Linked DNA regions of Mus musculus: all the other regions are linked to region 2. A link is a contact called in public Hi-C and HiChIP or PLAC-seq data. All regions are on one chromosome and are shown on one strand. The core of a region is the stretch at or near the end of the contact, and the rest is flanking DNA. Distances in the headings are between cores, read along the strand shown.

Region 1 (2,806 bases), core at 17-2,516, 230 kb before region 2:
GTGGGTGAAGAAGCAGGGAAGGATTGGCCCCTGGGTCCAGCTTAGACCACATCAGGTCTGTGGTAGAGAATGGGAGGCGGGATCATGATGAAGATGAGAGTCTAGGGAGAAAACGAGGCTGCTGATACCAAGGGAGCTCAGGACAGGTCAGAAGGGACTGGCCATGGTCAGGGTGGAGGGTGCTTGTGCTAGGGTTTTCCCCTGCATCGAATGACATAGCTGGGGCTGTGCCCAGCTGGCTCCTGTCACTGATGCCACAGTGATAACCATGACCAGCATCCAGGGAAAGAGGGATAAGATAAGAGAGGAGTGGAAAGCAGTGACAGGACAGGGCAGCTCTTCCTGGAGAGACTGGCAATGCCTGAGGGTCCCCAGCCCCCACATTGCTCTGGGCTGCCAAGGCTGCCTCCACTTAATCCCATGCAGACACGACAGCCTACGCTTAGCCCAGAGAATTTCTGAACACCATGGCTCCGAAGGAACTTAGGCCATTCTTCCAGGAAAAAGGTGACTTTAGTGAGAGGTTGCTGTCCCTCGGGCCCTCAGGTTCAAGCTCAGGTGAAGCAGTCACAAGGCCCTTGTCAGGGGAGTTGATACAGGCGGACATAAGGTTCTCTGTTGGGGGACACAGGCAAACCTAATATCGGCACCAAAAGTACAATCTTCATTTAATCCCTACAACTGCTAGCCTCTCGCCTGGTCACAGGTCTGCCTTACCTACTTTATGCATAGGAAAATGGAGGTGAGGAGAGGTAATGGAGCCCAAAGCTGCACAGCTCGCAGGCTGTCCTGGAATGTGAACTCAAGCCGGATCCAGACTTATCAGTGTCCGGGGCTGTCCCCATTCAATCCTGATATCCCACGAATGATTCCACAATATTATCCAAAAGTTCTGGAACCTTCTAAAGAAGCTTTGGTCTTCTGCCCCTAAGACCCTACTCTAATCACCTGGAGATTGAGGGTCATTCAGGTACTGTGTCCTGTCTTGCTCTGTTCATGGGGCTCTGAACATTGTAGGTTGAATAGAAGGGGACACTTGGAGGGCAGAGGAAATAACTGTTTTAGAGGTTGTATGCATTGTCCCTTGAAGCAGAGTTCTGTTGCTTCACAGCCAGCTCAGGGCTGGACAGAGGGCAGGCTGGGAGCCATGAGCCCTCACTTGCAGTGTCTTTCTCACTCTGCTAGGCAAGCATGAGCTTTAGCCTAGTCTCTGCCAGAGCCCAGACTGGCATACCCGTGATGTGGTGGCATAATCCAAGGGCTAGTGTGGGCTGCAGGGTTGGGATTGCTGGTCTCGTTCCTATTCACAGTGTGTGCTGCAGTTCATTCATCTGGACTTGGCCTTGCTGCTTCTGGCCAGAGTACCCATAAGGCTCTCAGTTTGATTCTCTGTGCCATCTCTTTCCATCTGTGTACCTGGGGGCTCATCTCATAGAGTGTCACTAACCAAATGATCAAATGAACTGCAAGTGTTTACGGTCACACTGTTAAATAGTCTCCATAAGTCACACGTGACTGTCTGAACAGACTGCAATTAAGTATGATGAAAATTTAGTCCTTTGGTCCAGGTTTCTAGTGTGTGGTGGCTGCATGTGGCTCATGGCTAGCATATGACTTCTGTGGTACAGGAGGTCACCTAGACAGCTGGTGGTCATGGGGCATTCAGAACTTAGCATTATTAGAGAAACTTGGGAAGGCCTAGGTAGCAGGCCACCTTCCTGGCCTCCAGGACCAGCCATGTGATTTCTGCCAGAAAGGCTCCCCCCATGTGGCTGGTCCTGGCAGGAGCTTACTGGAAAGTAACCAGGGGAGGGGAGGGGCAGCATGGGGAGGCTTAGTCACTCCACAGTGAGACCACGTCAAAATGTGCTCATTGGTCACATAATTCCTTCTTTGTCCTCAGAAGGAGGACTCGAACTCAGGCTGTTATCAAGTCAGTGAAGGAGGGCATTCAGCAGAAGAGGATATGAGAGAGCTAAGAGGCATGGCATGGTCTGGGAGGATAGGAAGAACAGGCTCCTAGGAGCCCAGCTGCCACTTCTTCTGATCCTGGACACTTGTGTCCTTTGCAGAAAAACTCAAGTGTTGTAATATCCCTGAAGAGAACTTTCTGCCTAGCCAAGGGAGACTCACCTGCAGTTTGCATCTGAACCAAGAGAGATAGCTCAGGGAGTGTCTGCCATGCATAGGGAAGGCTTTCCCTGATCCCCATGGGATGATATGTCACCTGCCCACTTCATGGATGTAGGGGAGGTCCAGGCAGCAGATAGAGGAACATAGCATATCCCCCTGGGGGTGGGGTTCTCCTGATACCAGAGTCTCCAGGGCAGCATGACCTGGGTATTAACTGTGAACAATGCCAACCTCATCTGCTCCCTGCATGGTACCATATGTCTTCTCTCAAGACTGGAAATACCACGTGTGCTTGTTCCAGTCCACAAGTACCTCACAGCTACTCTCTTATCACAAGAGAGGGCCTGTGGTTATCCTGCCACAGGAGAAAATTGAAGTATTGAATGACTGAGTGGCAAGCTTGAGGTAGCCCAGTTACCTACCTTGGCATGCCACATTCTGCCCATCCCCCGTATACCTGTTTCTCAGGTATGTGTGCATGTATGGAGTTTAGATGGTGAGGTTGGGATGTTGCAGTCACAATGACTAACAAGTTACACGTACTTTATTCCTGCAAGATCTTCACTGTTTACAATACCATTTCCTGGCCAAGCTTTGCAGCTCCATGTGGGTGAACAGTGTCACTGGACCTCTGCTGTAAGCGGGCACAGCCACTGAGGCTCTGGTGGGAGCT
Region 2 (2,700 bases), core at 9-2,508:
AGCATCCCAGCCTTATACCAACACCACACATCACCTGTGTGCTTTCTAGTCCATGACTTCCTTTGGATGTTCAGGCAGGTCCCTACAGCGGAGGGGGAAGCTGTACCACCTGCCGTAGATAGGAGGTCCCCCGAGGAATGAAAACAAACCCAACAGAAACAGCTATGTTATTAATGTCTAATTTGATCCTATTTTTTGCACGATGCAGACCTGGGAGCTTGCTCTAGATTTTTAGGAAGGGAGATAGGGATCTAACTGGAGGGAATACAAGACAGGTCCCATCTTGCTTAGTAGCCTGCCTGGAAAGACCCTTTAACAGCAAGGCAGAAGGCAGTAGGCAGTCTGGGGGCTGAAATCAGGTAAGGATGGAATGAACACAGGGATGGAGGAGGCAGATGTAGGTCTGAGGGGGTGATGAGGATAGGGAGAAGGAAAAAATGGAGAAGGTCGATGCAGGTCTGAGGAGGTAGTATGGATAGGGAAATGGAGGAGACACGTGCTAGTCTGGGGGGGGGGGCGGCTCTTACCTTTCAGGAAGTTGATCACCTTGCCCCATTTCCCAGCATCAAAGGGGTGCAGCTTCTCCAGGCCCATGAAGGTGATGTTGTAACGTGGTGAGTACACGATGGGCCAGCGTTTCTCTGGTACATGCTGGTACAGCTGTGTTGCGTGAGGCCTTCAACGTGCAAAAGAGACACACATATGGACAACAGCCTCCTTGTGGAAAGCAGTGTTCCCCTCCCCACTCACACCAGGTCACTTAACAACCAACAGGAATGAAAACAGCTCCTTCCTGAACCCTGGCTGGCTTTGATTAAATCAGCTTCCAACACAGTCCTAACAGCGGCTCTGGGGACCAGGTGTGCCCAAGGTCACATGCCAGTGCCAGGTGTATTCAGGAGTACTGGTGCCAAGGCCCAAGGCCTGCACGGGGGAAGGCGGGGTGTATGGTGTAGGGGCTGGAATGTGGCTGTCTCACGAGTTAGCTCACACATCTGTGAAGCTGGGAACAAAATGCGCTGGGGCGGGGGGAGGGGAGGTGAGTAGACCGCGACTGCAGGAGGCTGTGCCCTCCTCGCAGCCCTGCAGCCCACCGCGGTGCCCTGCAAAGGGGAGAACCACCGTTCGTCCGCACGGTCACCCAGCCCGCCCCCAGCTGTCCCGCCGTGCCCATGGGAATCCCCAGAACCCATGCTTGGCCCCACGCGCGACCCCGCACACTCACATCCCGCAGCCGGCCCTGCCTGCTCTGGACGCCACTCCGCACCGGGAGGGGTGGGAGGGGTGCAAGAGGCAGGGCCTACGCAGAACACACGCCTCCATGGCGCTGGGAGCTGGAGGTGGAGCTCTGGCCTGCAGCTGCGTCACAGACGACCGGACCGGCGCCGGCCAAGGAGAAGCACCCAATGGAGTGCCGCCTGGAGGGCGTGGTCATGCGCAGCTCCGCCCGCATTCCCAGGGTAGAAATAATCAGACACTTGGTTAGGTGATGTGACCACGGGCTTCTCTGCACTATGTGGTGGTCTGTTCTGGGCATACCAGCCCAGCTATATGTTCTTTCCTGCGGTGCATCCCTGCATTCCTGTACCATCTGTGGCTATTTCACCATGGTATAAACAGTCCCCCACTTATAAAATGCCTTGAACCTGTTTCCCTATTGTAGAACAGGTCTGGTGATCCTATTTTTAGGGTCCAGTCGTGAATATCTGAACGTATCTCCTGTCTCCATTCCCCCTACACCCTGACCCTGGAAGCTGACCGACAGCTGGGGCCCCAACAATGGAGGCCAGAAGAAGAGACAATAGGCCCCTGTTGACCCAGCTGTCTTCATCAACCAAACAGAAGCAGCTGACCAGAGAAGCAGCCAGGAACTAATATGGCAGCTGGGAGCCCAGGGGCCACAGGGTCATGTGAAGGGAATGGGCAACGTTTTTTTTTTTTTTGTTGTTGTTGTTTTGTTTTGTTAGGGCATGAGGTAGCATGTCACAGTGAAGATCAAAAGTCAGCTCTGGTCAGACAAGTTTTTCCCTCCACCTTTGTGTAGGTTCTAAGGATTGAACTCGAACTCTCTGGCATGAACACCAACAATATGTATCTGCCAGCCAAGTCTGATCGTTGTCTGACAGTTTGGAAGAATGCCTCTGATGTGCCTACTGCTAGGTAATTTTCAGAAAACAGGACATAAATTCTGAAAGATGCTGAGAAAAACTGCCCCTAGGAGTGTGAGCTCAGTCAGGAGTTACTGCCCCAGCCATGGGTAGTGGGGCTGACCCAGAGGAGACACTGCCTTCAGTTCAGAGGACAAAAGGCAATTTCTTGTTCTTAGTGGTTTGGGAGCGTTCCCATATCATGTGGCCTAGCCTATGTGTTAGGAGTTACAGACTTTGAACCATCGTAGATAAGACAGTGGCATTATGATTTAAAGTTGCTATAGACTTGGGCAGTTAGAAGAAATAGCATTTGCTTATTACAAACCGGGAGGGGAGTCTTCCTGATTCCTTTGGTATAATGAAGTTTGAGCCTATATTCAGCCCAGCCTGGGCTATCTGCCAGCACCCTGGTCTTGGAAGGTTGAATCTGTTTGCTGGGCTTTCAGCGCTAGGAGATGATGTTGACTGTGTACCTTCTGGGGAAGCTGAGAGACTCCAAAGATAACATCAGCTCTTACTGAGTGCCTGTCATTAAGACAGAGCTAAGCCA
Region 3 (2,700 bases), core at 95-2,594, 240 kb after region 2:
CCTTCTCCCTTTTCATTAATCAGATAAGGAAACTTTCGGTTCCCAGCAGGCCAGACCCTCTACACATTCCCATAGACAACATATGTTTGCAGGACTTTGGGAACTACTGACTCTCTCTCTTCCTAGGAATGTCCCCATTTGGGTCAAAGCAAGGTGAATACACTGCATATTAGCTAAGGATACTGAATGCTCACTGAAATTACACACCAAGATGTTCCTGGAGAAATGAGGAAAAGATGCTGGCCCTTACCTTTAAGGCTTTACATGTTGTCTTGTTTCTGCTACAGCTTCTCTGGGTGAACTGGAGTTCTCTAGTTATTGGGGCCCCTAAAATACTAATGAGTCCCCTCTTCCCAAGGATGACACACAAGACAAGAAGCTTAGTGGCCTGGCATTTGCTATCTGTGTGCCTAGGAGTAGGTCTGGGACTCAAGGTTGGCTGTCTTTCTCATGGTGGCTCAGTGAGGTGAAGCAACTTCCCACATATAGATGTGTGCCAGATTAGCTTAGAGGCCAAACTAGAGGTTCCTGAAGGCATCCAAGGCCTTCATTAGGGCAACTTACATCAACTGAAAACTTATTATGTGCTGGTGTCTGACCTCCCAGTATCTCACTGGGTCCTCACAGCTGGAGGTATTATAGTAATTTACATTGTACTCACAGGGAAACATATCTGGGGATCAAAAACCACTAATGACATTGGGTGGAGTTGGGATACAAGCCCTGGGTGTTGGTCTCCAAGGCACATATTCATTCACTCAACAGCTTTTCTTGTCTTTCATGGGACTGAGGCTTCTGGAGGTGAAGTGACTGCTCAAGGCGACACACAGCATGTGTGTGATGTTGCTGCACCTCATGATCATCTACTGCAGGATATTAAGGAGAGTGTGGGTAATAGCCTCCTTCCATTCTGATGAGGGAAATGCGGAGAGAAGAGGGGAGGAGCATGGCTACAGGGACCATAAGAGGGAAACAGATGCAGACCTGGACTGAGGCTGCATCCAGCTCTGGGAACTGGAGCAAAGCTGCAGCATCCAATATTGGCCTGTGCTTCTAGACTGCATGTACCCAGTCTGAAAGGAGGAGTGAGTTGTGGCCTAGCACTTTAAAAAGCCCCAGGACACGAGATGTCCCAAGTCCTGTATACCAGGAGATCTTTGAGGGGTTGGCATGTCTAATAGGGAACAGGAACAGCAGTGAGCTTCTAGCAGACCCAGACCCTAGGGTCATGGAAGGCAAGAAGATCCTCAGGATGCCTCTGGTCAGCTAGAGTAGTACCTACTAATAAACAGCAGTCTGAACTGTCCAGAAGGGAAGGCCCAACACAGCCTGCACTAAGGAGGTAGTGTGCCTGCAGAAGCCTCATGGAATGGATCTGCAGCTGGTCAGCAAATACTGCCTGGCGCTTTGGACCCAAGGGAAGAAATTCATTACAGGAAACTGCAGCACAGGCACGTTTAATCTCTGCTAATTTAACCATATTAGCTAGAGAAAGGGAAGTGGAGGATGAGGCTAAGTAAGGGAGAGGGAGGGAGGGAGAGAGGGAGAAGGAGGGAGAGACGAGGGAGGGGGAGTGAGAGGGAGAGAAATAGAGGGGGGAAGGGAGAGGGAGTGAGGGAGGAGGAGGAGGACGAAGGGAAGAAGGGAGAGAGGGATGCAAGAGCAAGCACCTGAACATGTACAGCTGTTTCCACTTCTTACCTCATAGTGCCCAGTGTGAACTAGGGTCAGGCAACAGGAGCCACTTAAGTCAGAGTCCAGGATCTAAAGATACAAGTTTTGGCCCTTTGACACAAGCTGGTTGACTCTTCTGAGCTGCATCAAGGAGCAATAGCCATCTAACTTAGGACAGATGACATTGGAGACACCAAGCAGCTTGCATGTTGTTGAGTCTCTGTGTTTCTCACTCCAATCTGGGAGCTGCACCTTTGTAATCATACTCTTGCTGGAGCCACCTTGAGAACACCAGCCCGGGGATAATGTTTTTCCGCAGCAACTACCTTCACCCTAGCCACTGATCAAATGTGAACTGTGATAGGCCTGGTCTTGTTGCTCTGTGTGACTTGAGGCCTTTTCATCCTGGGCTGCCTATGAATCTTCTAAGGGAAAGACAGTGAGACTCAGAGGGTAGATCTTGCTGGCTCATAGATATAAAGCAAGATGATATCAGGGTCTGGGTATAACCACCTGCCTTGCTTCTGAAAATTCAGAAACTTGTAGCCATCCCTGGCGGGTGTCATGCATGAACTGACTTGGGGAAGTGTTGAACATGATCCATGCAGGAAATCATGAGCCAGGAGTCGAGCAAAAGCTGCATTTGTTGAGTTCAGGCTCAGACATGAGAGAAAGTGTCCTCAAGTGGGTCCTGAACCAAGGTTTTTCCAAATGAGTAGTAATGGGCACCATGTGCAGAGGTATGCTGCTGAAATCGTACACTGAGGGCCCATAGAGTTCTAGGTCCTGGGGTAGAGGCAGCACAGTGGCCAGATCCTAGACTGTGTCTGTGGGCCTCAGAACTACTGTTTATCCCCTCAGAGGGGAATTTCAGAGAGGCTACAAGAGAGGTGTCCCTCTTCACGTCATTTTCCAGCCATTCCTGCTCAGTTACTCGTTGAGTGCTGTCCTATCCTTGGTTAGCATATGGCATCTACTCACTTTATATTACTACATACAGTTGTACCCACCTCTCTTTACTATGCT

What was found. Hi-C and Micro-C count contacts between places; a contact is called where the count stands out from the background. HiChIP or PLAC-seq counts read pairs in DNA pulled down with a chosen protein or histone mark.
Region 1: a FOXA1 HiChIP or PLAC-seq map of pancreatic cancer cells shows a contact between it and region 2. The contact joins the enhancer-like site here to the promoter of Hdac11 in region 2. A contact is called at or near these places in 4 of 39 promoter capture datasets (embryonic stem cells, liver, maxillary cranial neural crest and 1 more), 1 of 115 datasets of contacts at active chromatin or transcription factors (pancreatic cancer cells) and 2 of 9 other capture datasets (adipose tissue and liver).
Region 3: a contact with region 2 is called in a Hi-C map of the N1E-115 cell line, with 1.8 times the contacts expected there. The contact joins the enhancer-like site here to the promoter of Hdac11 in region 2. A contact is called at or near these places in 3 of 39 promoter capture datasets (cranial neural crest, hippocampal neurons and neural stem cells), 2 of 484 Hi-C or Micro-C datasets (B cells and the N1E-115 cell line) and 2 of 9 other capture datasets (embryonic stem cells and liver).

The regions. Positions count from the first base shown.
Region 1 is chr6:91,383,046-91,385,851 of GRCm38.p6, reverse strand. The region is part of intron 3 of Wnt7a (wingless-type MMTV integration site family, member 7A); the gene reads left to right. Among named protein-coding and RNA genes, the nearest start is that of Gm30437, 27 kb to the left of the region's middle. Within about 2 kb of position 1,266, at least 12 of the 459 cell types and tissues checked have an H3K27ac peak or open chromatin away from gene starts, as enhancers often do. A contact at or near this core is called in pancreatic cancer cells, where this site is marked.
Region 2 is chr6:91,155,373-91,158,072 of GRCm38.p6, reverse strand. It overlaps Hdac11 (histone deacetylase 11), which reads right to left and starts at 1,258. Exons shown (of 10, transcript NM_144919.2): 1 at 1,226-1,258; 2 at 528-676. The coding sequence starts at 1,227.
Region 3 is chr6:90,914,440-90,917,139 of GRCm38.p6, reverse strand. It overlaps a transcript of Iqsec1 not described here. Among named protein-coding and RNA genes, the nearest start is that of Gm38860, 94 kb to the left of the region's middle. Within about 2 kb of position 1,344, at least 5 of the 459 cell types and tissues checked have an H3K27ac peak or open chromatin away from gene starts, as enhancers often do. A contact at or near this core is called in the N1E-115 cell line, where this site is marked.